Linked DNA regions of Zea mays: regions 2 and 3 are each linked to region 1. Evidence: chromatin contacts called from public Hi-C data. All regions are on one chromosome and are shown on one strand. Each heading gives the region's core, a stretch centred on a gene start, on an enhancer-like site or on the middle of the called end of the contact. The rest is flanking DNA. Distances are from core to core; before and after follow the strand shown.

The links. Hi-C and Micro-C count contacts between places; a contact is called where the count stands out from the background.
Region 2: a contact with region 1 is called in a Hi-C map of leaf, with 4 times the contacts expected there. The contact joins the enhancer-like site here to the promoter of LOC100384270 in region 1. A contact is called at or near these places in 7 of 25 Hi-C or Micro-C datasets (ear, endosperm, leaf and 2 more).
Region 3: a Hi-C map of leaf shows a contact between it and region 1, with 3 times the contacts expected there. The contact joins the enhancer-like site here to the promoter of LOC100384270 in region 1. A contact is called at or near these places in 9 of 25 Hi-C or Micro-C datasets (bundle sheath, ear, endosperm and 3 more).

Annotation. Positions count from the first base shown.
Region 1 is chr4:213,189,306-213,193,065 of Zm-B73-REFERENCE-NAM-5.0, forward strand. It overlaps LOC100384270, which reads left to right and starts at 1,806. Exons shown (of 3, transcript NM_001176835.1): 1 at 1,806-2,341; 2 at 2,442-2,571; 3 at 2,652-3,451. The coding sequence starts at 1,886. The coding sequence ends at 2,998.
Region 2 is chr4:213,107,070-213,110,829 of Zm-B73-REFERENCE-NAM-5.0, forward strand. No RefSeq gene overlaps it. Among protein-coding and RNA genes, the nearest start is that of LOC111591410, 52 kb to the left of the region's middle. Within about 2 kb of position 2,047, at least 18 of the 20 cell types and tissues checked have an H3K27ac peak or open chromatin away from gene starts, as enhancers often do. A contact at or near this core is called in ear, endosperm, leaf and 1 more, where this site is marked.
Region 3 is chr4:213,275,806-213,279,565 of Zm-B73-REFERENCE-NAM-5.0, forward strand. No RefSeq gene overlaps it. Among protein-coding and RNA genes, the nearest start is that of LOC100384270, 87 kb to the left of the region's middle. Within about 2 kb of position 1,791, at least 11 of the 20 cell types and tissues checked have an H3K27ac peak or open chromatin away from gene starts, as enhancers often do. A contact at or near this core is called in bundle sheath, leaf and seedling, where this site is marked.

The DNA of each region.
Region 1 (3,760 bases), core at 556-3,055:
GTAAGGATTATTAGGTATAACAAATTAGCAATTTTGGCTCGTACAACTACGTCAACATGCCAAACACATGTTTTTATTTTCCATCATTTTATGATGTTATGCTTGTTCACATGACTGCTCCAGTTAATTGATCTTCTATTTCATACCTATGCATATATATGACACCAAGATTATATTCTAATTCAGAGCACAGTTACAACAACATTACAATAAGAATATATCACACATGTATTAGGGCATGTTTGGTTTCTTTAGTCCAAGGACTAAAGTTTAATTAGGGGACTAAAATTTAGTCATTATCCTATTTGGTTGTAGCAGCTAAAAGTATTTAGAGCACATTAAATAAATAATAAGAAGACCAAAATACCACCCATTCTCTCTCAATTAGTGGAACTAAAATAATTAAGGGGCAAAAAGTGAAATTAATATGGTTTAGTCTCATTTAGTCACCCTTTGATGGACTAGAGACTAAACTAGTTTAGTTCTTATTTTAGTCCCACCGTTTGATATTTATCGTGAGTTTGGTTGCCTGTATTTGCTGGTGCCTGCATCGCGGGATATAATGAGCTAGTGTTTGTTTGTTGTCAACGAGGATCTACGCGTGCGAGGTGTGTGTTTGGTTACATGCATGCAGATGTAGAGCGAGGCTTGTACGATACTCAAAGCACCCTGGGTCAGGGTCTGCAGGCGCGAGCAAATTGGTCGCATCTTTGAAACCAGGCTCCCGCGCGGCCTGGCTCATGCAACAAGGCTACAGGGAGAAGCCAACCAAACAGGCCTTAAAGACTAAATGAGAATAAAATAAAAGAACTAATCTTTAGTCACTCAAACCAAACAGAGACTAAATATTCGATAAAGTTTTAAGACACAACAATTACATAAAAACAAATTATATATATATATATATATATAATATATAGTCATGTACTCTTAGCCGGCATATAAGTTTTACCTTATCTCTAGTTTGTAGACGAGATGGATGAAGGAAACATCTTATACGAGACGCCGGACGACTATTAAAATTAGTGATTTATATTAGTAGAGATAAAGGTTGGGAAAACCAAAAATAACAGAAGAGGCCGTGGTAGGTTTCATCTCAAAATATGTGATCATTATTTGCAGCATTAATATCTGATTAGGACTAGCTAAAATTATACACCACTACTATACGATCAATTATTAAGCATGCCGTCCGCGTCTACCAGCCTAGCCTGTAGCTGCAGCTGGGTACAGTCCCAGCGTACAGCTAGCAAGCTCCCTTCCCCAGAACAAACTGGAATAAAAGCAGCATGGGAGGAAGGATGGTGACCATCAAATGGAAAAAAATTAATAAAAAAACACAAAGAAAAAACTGCATAAAAGTGTCTGAATTTTAGATAATTTGAGTCAACACGCATGTATAACCTAATTAGTATGAAATGTTGCTTTTATGATTTGTCTTTGTATTATAACAAATCATTTTTTTTTGTCTTTGCTTAACTATACAAATATTTTTTTTATTATTATCGTGCCAACACGTAATTAGATTTGTTAGGTTTATAATGTTGTCTTATAAATTCTTTATTCTCGAAACTACAAATTACAGACTATATCTATATAAAATACAATAAATCGTATATGTAATTTTAGTATTAAAAATATATAATAACTATTATCTGAAAAAAACTAAAATCCATATACCTGAATTTAGCAAAATCCCAACGGAAATAGGACAACGGGCACTCAAGTGAAGCGCACCTACCTACCTACCTACCTACACCTACCAAATACAGGCAGCGCCCCTCCCCTCCTCTCCCCTCGCTGCGGCTCTGCTTCGCAGCCAACCAACCACTCGACCGGGTGGTCCACCTCCCACCCCATCACACCACCACACCAACTCGGTCAAATGCATGGGCACGGGGCCATGGCTCACTCACAGGGATCCGGGTCAATGGGGCGGGCACCCTCGGCCCTCGCTCCTCCACGCTCTCCACCTCGACCCCTCTTTCGTATAAAACCAACCACTCCTCCCCCGCTCCTCCCCGGCTCCTTGCCTTTGTTCTGTTCTCCATTCGCGAAAGGCTCGCAGCAAAACCACGCCATCGATCGCCGCCACCAGTCCAGCATCCTCCGATCGACTACGTACTCCCACCCACTCCGGCAGCAGCGAGGCCTCTCTGTCTGTGCGCGGCGTGGCTGTCGTCGATCTCTGCCTGGCGGGCGGCCGGCATGGGGAGGTCCCCGTGCTGCGAGCAGGCGCACACCAACAAGGGCGCGTGGACCAAGGAGGAGGACCAGCGCCTCGTCGCCTACATCAAGGCCCACGGCGAGGGCTGCTGGAGATCGCTACCAAAAGCCGCAGGTGCGTAGGATGCGGATCAAGATATATGCATGCCATGCTTGTATGTTTCCAAGATGGGGTGAGTTTGATAGATGTGCGGGGCGGATGGACGGCTGTGCAGGTCTGCTGCGCTGCGGGAAGAGCTGCCGGCTGCGGTGGATCAACTACCTGCGCCCGGACCTCAAGCGCGGCAACTTCACCGAGGAGGAGGATGACCTCATCATCAAGTTCCACGAGCTCTTCGGCAACAAGTAGGCTGCCATGCCATGCATGTCCATAGAGATGAAATTAAAAAAAGAAGAACCGTTCCTGATCGCGTATGTGTATGCAGGTGGTCGCTCATCGCCGGGAGGCTGCCGGGCAGGACGGACAACGAGATCAAGAACTACTGGAACACGCACATCAAGCGCAAGCTCCTCGCCCGCGGCATGGACCCGCAGACGCACCGCCCGCTCGCCAGCGCGACCGCGGGGCAGCAGCATTACCAGCTGCAGGAGCCGCAGAAGCGAGCGGCCGGCGGCGGTCCAGCAGGCCATCCGCACCAGGACCACTTGGAGGTCGTCGTCATCTCGAACTCGCCGGACGAGGCCTACAGCCGTAGCAGCGACGACGAGCCGCGGTCCGCCACGCCGCCGCGGCGCCACCTCGACATCGACCTCAACCTGTCCATCAGCCTAGCGGCCTACCAGCCGCCGGAGGAAACCGGCATCATCAAGCAGCCACTGGTGATGAAGCAGGAGCAGGAAACGGCGGCGGGCGGCACCAATGCCGCGGCGGTGTGCCTGTGCCTCAACAGCCTCGGGTACCGGCCGGGCGTCGAGTGCGTCTGCGGCGACGGCAGCTCCTCCTCCTCCTCCTCGCACTCCCACTCCCACTCCCACCAATGGGCTCTGAATTTTTTACAGGCGGCGGCGCCCTGCTACAGAGGCCAATAGTGTAGTAAGAGCGATCAGTGACATCATTAAAATGGGAGCGTTATTACGATCGAGACTGAGGGTGAGGGAGGGGGGCAGAGCTGAGCAGGGATAGTAGTTAACTACAGCTAGTAGTAGTAGTAGTACGTAAAAGACACACATGCTTAGGCTTTAACAAGTCTCTGAAACACGCATCATGGGTTATGAGTTGTGCTCTCGTCTTGTCGTTTCAATTCGGAGGACAAAGTGATCATGCTATGCCCATGCCTCCTCAACAAATCATGCTTTAGAGTAGTTTGATCATCGATGATCTTCTTCCATCACCTATAGCTAGAGCAGATGTTCTCTTCTTGCGGCAAAAAAAAACCCCCCGCATCAGTAGTCATGTGCATGCATGGCTGATAATGGCCTGCCTTCTTCCTGCCTGAGATGCTGATGAAAAGCAAAGCGCAGTGACCACTTGGACGGTGCTTCGCTGGTGGCTATGGACAAGCCAGGTTACTGGATGTCTGCAGCCACACATGAC
Region 2 (3,760 bases), core at 797-3,296, 82 kb before region 1:
AACTTAAAGCTATACTCAAACAGTTGGTTGCTTGGAAAGGCATGAAGTGTGTGGTACATGAATTTATTAGCCAATGTGTGATTTGTAACCAGGCAAAAGTTGACCGTGCATGTTTTCCTGATCTATTGCAGTCCCTTCTGGTCCCTACGGGTTTATGGCAGTTGATCAGCATGGATTTTATTGAGTCCTTGCCACCTTCTCAGTCTTATACTTGTATCCTGGTGGTTGATTCCTTTACAAAATATGCCAATTTCTTGCCTATAAAACATCCTTCATAGCACTGTCAGTGGCTCGCCTCTTTCACGATCAGATTTACAAGTGTCATCAGTTGCCTCAGTCAATTGTGTCTGATCGGGATAATGTTTTAGCCATCAGCTGTGGCAAGAGCTCATTTGTTTTGCTGATGTACAGTTTCAAATGAGCTTATCCTATCACCCGCAGGCTGATGGGCAAACAGAATGGGTGAACCAATCACTACCAGACTCGCTTTTTTGCCGAGTGTCTGGGACACCCGGCAAAGGACTTTTTGCACTCAGCAAAGCCATGCCGAGTGTTACACTCGGTAAACATTTTATCAGCAAAGGATTCTTTGCGGAGTGCTTCTTTTTGGACAAAAAGTAAATTGAAAAGGTATGCAAAAATAGCAAAATATTTTTTTAATAAGGGAAACCACCCCACTAGCCAACGCCAACCAATGCCTACCCATTCACATTTTCTCACTATTTTTTGTAGCAGTTTTTTTTTGCAAATCGTGTCATATACGATTCAAACCTATGACCTCTCTTTTGCGAACAAACTCTTCTACCACTACACCCCCTACCTCAATCATGTTTATATTACGTTTTTTCTTCTACACATATTATAACATACCAAGTGTAAATTGATTGTTTGAGACAATAAATGGATTCAAATGAAAAGTTTGTCAACTACAAAGTTGCATAATTACACAAAAATCGATAATTATATATTATATTTACTCTGTTTCTATGTAATTTTTGGAGCACCAGTTTTGTGTAAAATTACATAAAATTTGGACACTAGTAGAAGACAGAATTAAAAAAGATAAAACTGATGTTGCATAAATCAGTACCACGTCATCAAAACCGTCAACTAAAACTATCTAAGGGGTTGTTTGTCTGTATTCTGAAGTTGAGAGAGGTAAACAACTAATTTTAAAGGTGAGGTGAGAAGTAGACCACCATTTAAATGCCAAGGGATTACATAGACTTATTCCTTTTAATAAAAACATGTGGTCTATAATTTAAACTTAAATCATGCATATACTATATAATCGTTTCGTTCCAAAATATAGTTTTTTACCCTCACTTTTTTCTATCCACATTCATCAAATGATTATATATATATGGAAACTACATGTATATGTTACTTAATGACCACATTTTCAGCTTTCTTCGCAAAGACGAGCTTTTTAGCGTTTTTGGTGGCCAGAAACTGTCGAAAATAATATTTATGTCGTCGAAAATACCTTATTTTTGGTGGCATAAGGTTTATTTTTGGTGGTTTCTGGCTGCCGAAAATGGCTTTCGTTGCTCTAATGGATTGTGCTTAGTAAAACCAATTATATTTTAGTGCCGAGGGAGTATAATTTATTATATATTGGTTATGGCCCCTCTGTGAAAAAAATACCTGATAGAAGTAACGACAGCGCAGCAGTCTGTCCGAGTGCGACTAGCAGCAGCCAGCAGGCAGGCAGGCAGCAGTGGACAGCGGAGGATGCAGCCTGCAGGTGCCTACGTGTGTACTAGTAGTGGCCTTGTTTTGGTCGGCTATCCTACCCTTCCCTTCCTCCAAGCCTACTGCTACGGCCTACTGGAAAATAACAATGCCGCTAGCTGCCTCTGCGTGGACCAGGTCCATGGCTCTCCTGCATGCGGTCCTGCCACCCAAACGACCGGGCCGGCCACGTACGCTAGAAGCCAGTAGACCGAACGGGCAGTCGTCATTCAACACACTACGTACCAAACCGTACGTCATTGCATTTATCGTGTCACTGGTTAGTTGACTGACAATCTAGCCGTTTTATGTCGTGTTCGTGGTAGTCCACGAGAACCGGGCCCGCGCGGCCACGGTGGCGGGACGGCGTGGCGCCATTACTCCGGTCGGTCCGGAGCAAGACCTGCACGCCAGATCGATCCACAATGGGCCTAGCTGGTCACTCCCATCAATGTGCGCTGCCTGCTGCAGCGGTGAGCGGTGTGTGGTGCAGTGCTGCAGCAGCAACAGCAGGTATAGCACGATCGGGCCAGCCGCCCGCTGCCCGCAGCTCCTAGCCGAGAGCGAGGACGGCCGGTCGCAGCCAGACGACAACCACCGCCGCGCTCATGCAATATGCATGCACCAGTGGTGGGTGACGGCCGGCATGGCCTGCCGGTGCCGGCGGATGTCGCCGCAGGCCCAGCCCCAGCCCCAGCCCCCCGGACCCGGCCACTCTCGTCGTCTGCGTCCGTTTCCAGCACGGAGCCACCGGATGATGGAGCGCAGCTCAGGCGGTCAGGGCCTCGATCGGCCGATAACCACCAGCACAGCAGCTAGCACCAGAAAGTTATTATTGAGCCAATCAATGCCAACCTACTTGCCATGTCTGCTGTCTCTCGGTCTTCTTCGTTCCGCCAGCACGCCAAGATCCCAGTCGCCGTTACCTATCTTGTCTCCCGCCCTGACCCACCCCACCGGTCGCTCTGCCTGCCATCACGGATCCTCCTTAAAATTTGACCCAATCTCTTTATCAACCCCTCTGCTACTATGGTGAGAGCGACACACGACTCTGGTAGGGTGTGTAAAATAGAGGATACAAAATTGTAGACTACACTTTTTTATACTATTTATAGTGAGAAATTTAAAATAGTGGATAGAATATAAGAGGGGATCTGTCCGGAGATAGCCTGCAATCGACCAGTGTATGTCTTTTAAATTTACGCCTCGTTTGGATCACTGGAATTGAATTCCATTCTAATAATAGTAATTTAGTCATATACCAATTAAGCTAATTCACTTTTATACAAAATATATTTGTATACTATTATTAGCAAGATGTCTTAGATATTTATTTCCTACATTTTTATTATAAAGGAGTAGAACGAAGAGTGTCATGTAAGTTACATATTAGAAACAAATTCTAATCATGCATAAAATCATTTCCTATCCTCCACTCTATGAATTTGAGATAGCCTTATATCTGGACTTTGGAAAGTGGTGGAATGCCAAATTCCAAACTAAATAAGTTACTTTATTGAGTGAATTCCAATTCCTTTAAAATGAAAGGATCCAAACACCCCGTTAGTGAAATAACTCGACTATTAACGGTTGACTTTGTCAACTTTGGGGGGAATAAGATGGAAACATATCTAGTGCAAATTAATCACTCTGTATAACCGTACAAACTTTTAATCTGAGTCACATAATATTGATCCAAGGGGCACGTGGGGGAGTGGGAAGGATATTTGCAAAAGTGTGGTTAGGAGCGGACAGTTAAGTTCAAAATTATCCATCCCCGCGCGTCCTTTTGGACCAACATCATGTGACACATATTAAAAAATTTTACGATTGTATGGAAGAGTTGGTTTACACCATATATGTTCCCTATATATAACACTCTTATATAGATATTGTAGTGATGCACCAGTAACATCTAACTAGTGTAATAATAAATCCGAGTAGAGCGTTTGCATCCTTGCTAGAGAGAACAATATGGTGGAAAATGAAGAGAGACATATATACACCTGCAGTAGGTGGTTAAATC
Region 3 (3,760 bases), core at 541-3,040, 86 kb after region 1:
AACTATTCTATGTAATCGGAGATCCCGTGAATTAGAATGGTGAAACAAGCTAGGGGTAGACTGAGAGAAAAGACCCTTAATAAGGCTCATTTTAGATGCATATCTTTCCTTACTGTAAGGTAGGTTGGTGTTTACACCTTAATATGTTCCAAATGGCTTTGGGAAGTAAATATGTTGTCCTACAGAACATATTTGGAGGAACATACCTATATGGGTTAACTGCTAGTCACAGTTTGAGATCTGGGTGGTCTCTAGATAACCATGAAAGGCCATGGAGTTTTACTTATATGCTCCAACCACAGGGGATACATTCGGCAATCTAGTACTGGCAAAGAGTTTAGATGAAACTCATTCTACGAAAAACTGTCAGTTCAAGGCCTAGTCCATTGTGTAGTTGTGGTTATAGTCTAAGCTCTAGGTGGACGTTCAACTTAACAGTCTTTATCGAAACATCAGTATATCAATTGTTTGAGATGATGAGAGTATTTTCGTGTGACTTAGCATTTGGTGGGGATTGTTGGATAAATGTGAGCTTGGCCCAATTAATATTCAATAATAGTCAATGCTAGTGACCCGCTTTAATTTCTAAGGTGTACTAATAAATTAGCACCGTATTAGAAGTTCAAGGAACAAATCAATCAACTTAAATAGATGGACCGTTGGTGCATCTATTGGGAAGTCGAGAAAAGGATGAAGGACTGTCGCACGCGCGCGCGCCGCCATCGTCCGGGCTGGGCCTCATGGCCATGATAGACCGTCGTCCGAATATTCCTTTCAAATGGTTGTACATTTTGCCTGGTGTGATGACCGTCTGTTTCCTATCTTTTGGCTGGTAACGGACGTCAGTTACTGTGATAACGGACATTAGTTATTGTCGTTGGTTTCTAGTTCTAATGTGCGACCGTTTCTATCTGTTGCCCTTCTCCCTCCTTCTGACACATGTTGCTATAAGAATGGAGAGTGAAGACTCTTCCATGTACGCGCGATACCTCTCACACACATTGTAAACATCACATTCCCGTCCCATCTTCTGCGAGCACAGAGAGAGTGGAAGAGCAAACATCCGAAATCGTCGTCCGCAGAGATACACTTGCACGAGTGTGCGGGCGATCAGATTTTTGGAGAGCGTATTCGTGACTGCTCGTGTGATGCGTTCGACTCGGTGTTGCTTTGTCTACATCCTGTTCCTCGTCGCCTTCCTCGGGCTACACATGTTGTTGTTCTTCTTCCGGCGACCGTTCAAGGGACTGCACGGCGTACATCTTCCTGCATTGACTTTGTATGGCTACATCGAACATACACACGGGATGTCTCGTGTGAATAGAGCCATTGACGCCTTGAACATCGGTCCCTCCGCAGATTACATTCTGTTCTTTCTTATTTGTGCATGTTTTATTTTTATTTACTGCTTAGTAGTTATATATATATATATATCACACTCTTTTTCTGAATTAAATATTAAAACAAAAAATGTCTAAATTTCTTACAAAATCGCGGTTACCCGTTTATGGCCGTCCCCTCTGAATTTGCATCGATCTGTCTTGTCGACCACTCAAAATGAGCACGAAGAAGAAGAATTGAAGAAAAGAATTCCGAATCTTCCTGCCGGTACGTACGCAGAATACCAAAAGCAATGGATGGACGGAGAGAGGTCGGGAATCGAATAAGGTTTGGTTTTCAACCAAGGCAAGGGGAAGAAACTTGGGGGCGGTGGTAGTTGGTAGTAGTTGGTAGGCTACATGACATCACATCACCCACAAAAGACAGCAGCAGCAGCGACAGCACCCGAATCCCCTCCCCTGGCGGCCTGTGCTTCTGCGTGCACCCTCCTCAGTCGCCAATTGCCTTCCATCTCCATCTGCGACCTCAACCATCCTTTTCAAGCATCGTTTTCCAATGGCTCAGCGAAGTTTTTTTTTCTTTGGTATGGTATTAATTTGGGAAAAGGCGCTCTCCGTTGTTGCTGGGTCTCACCTTCTAGAAGCTCAAGTGAGGTGACCCCAACATCCCACCACTCCCCAAAATCACTATGACATCCCAAGAGTGGCTGCAGCATATGTATATGTTTTGCAAGCTATCTCTATCAGCGATCTACTAGCAGAGCAGCGATTGATGAGAAAAAAAATGGCAGCTGATATTGCGGGTAACCTAATTTCTTTCTTTTTTTTCAGGAAAAAGGAGCAGCTGCTGCTACTGTCCACCGGGGCCATTTCGTAGTTTAATTAGCCGAGGCAACAAAAAAACAATCAACCAACACGCTATCGATTACTAACTTTGGTGGATATATAACAGTCCAATCCTCACAAACAGTCCAATCCTCACATGCTCAATCTACTTGAGAGCTTAACCACTGCTCCAGAAATTTAGGCCTAATCACCAAATCACACATATATCTTAATGTTTAGAAATAAACAATAATTATTTTTAAATAAATATTTGAATATCTATTTATATGATATATAACAACGGTAGCAAAGCACGTGTAATAGGCTAGTTAATCATTATTCATTCAAGCTGTTCAGGACCATTCGGTGAACTCTGATGTATGTTCTGAAAGAAGCAACCACAGGTTACAGTACTCTGGAAGGCCGAACAAAAAAAATGTGAATATTAAGACATCATAAACACTTTTGCAAGCGCTACCTCCAAATCACATCAAGAATACATCAGGGTGCCCTTACCTTTGCAAAAAAAAAGGAAACGAAAGGAAGTGCGTGAGCTTAATGATTCTGCTGAAAACAGTTGAGTGATAAAAAGTGCACATCTAGTCGATCGTCAGAATACTTATTGCAAAACCAACTGTAATCTATCCACCACACATATTCTTGTCTGCACTGAGACAGGAACCCCGCCAACCCATTGCGGCTGATCTTACCTTTACGCTTGCCTCTCATTTTTAGTGCCTCCCCACCCCTGCGATGAAGACCTGTCGTCACAGAGTGACCTCCATTTGTGTTTAACAGAATAGTGTAAGCCATGATGTATTGGCACTAGCAGAGTGTAACATCTAACGTTACTTTTTCTGCAACTGTTTGACTTTTGAGCTAGCAGTCTCGCAACAAAAGGTAGCTTCTTTCTAGTACCCCAAGCAACAGAACATGTAAAGCACAAGGCAGTAGAGCACATGTGTGGAGCATGTTGTTTTCACTTCTAAAGTCAAAATGCAGTTTTATTCATCGCCGCCGCGCGCTCTAAAGACCTGGCAATAGGCACAGCACACTCCATCATGGAGCACCAGAACCACTGGTGAGATTCCCCCCAATCGACAAGGCAAAATGCGCAGCTTGTTGGTTTGACTGCATGCCAAGTTGCTCCTCAACCTTTTTCCGATCGACGTGCAGCACACATGGCTGGGCGCGGAGCAGATAGGTGCATGCGCAACTACTTTTTTTTCTGATGAAATTTGGAAGTCACATAAGCTTTTTGGATATGAATATGCTTTCCAAAGGAAAAGAGAAGAAAAGTTGTAAAGATGTTTTTGACATTCATACTACATATAAGAAAGAAAGAAAGAAAGAAACAGAAAAATAAAGAGGGTAGGATAGTGTGGATGATGCATGCGGATATGATGCCCAAGCCACCTAACACCACCGTTTCAGCAACTGAAAGATGGTGTAAGTGATTTATCAGTTAATATCAATGATAACGAGTGCAATGACCCCTTCTAGAATGAGGTAGGTCAGGTGCAAAAACATACTACTTTCAAATCTTTGTCATTGCATCAGAACCAGCACCTAACAAGAGAAGTGAGTAAAAAGAT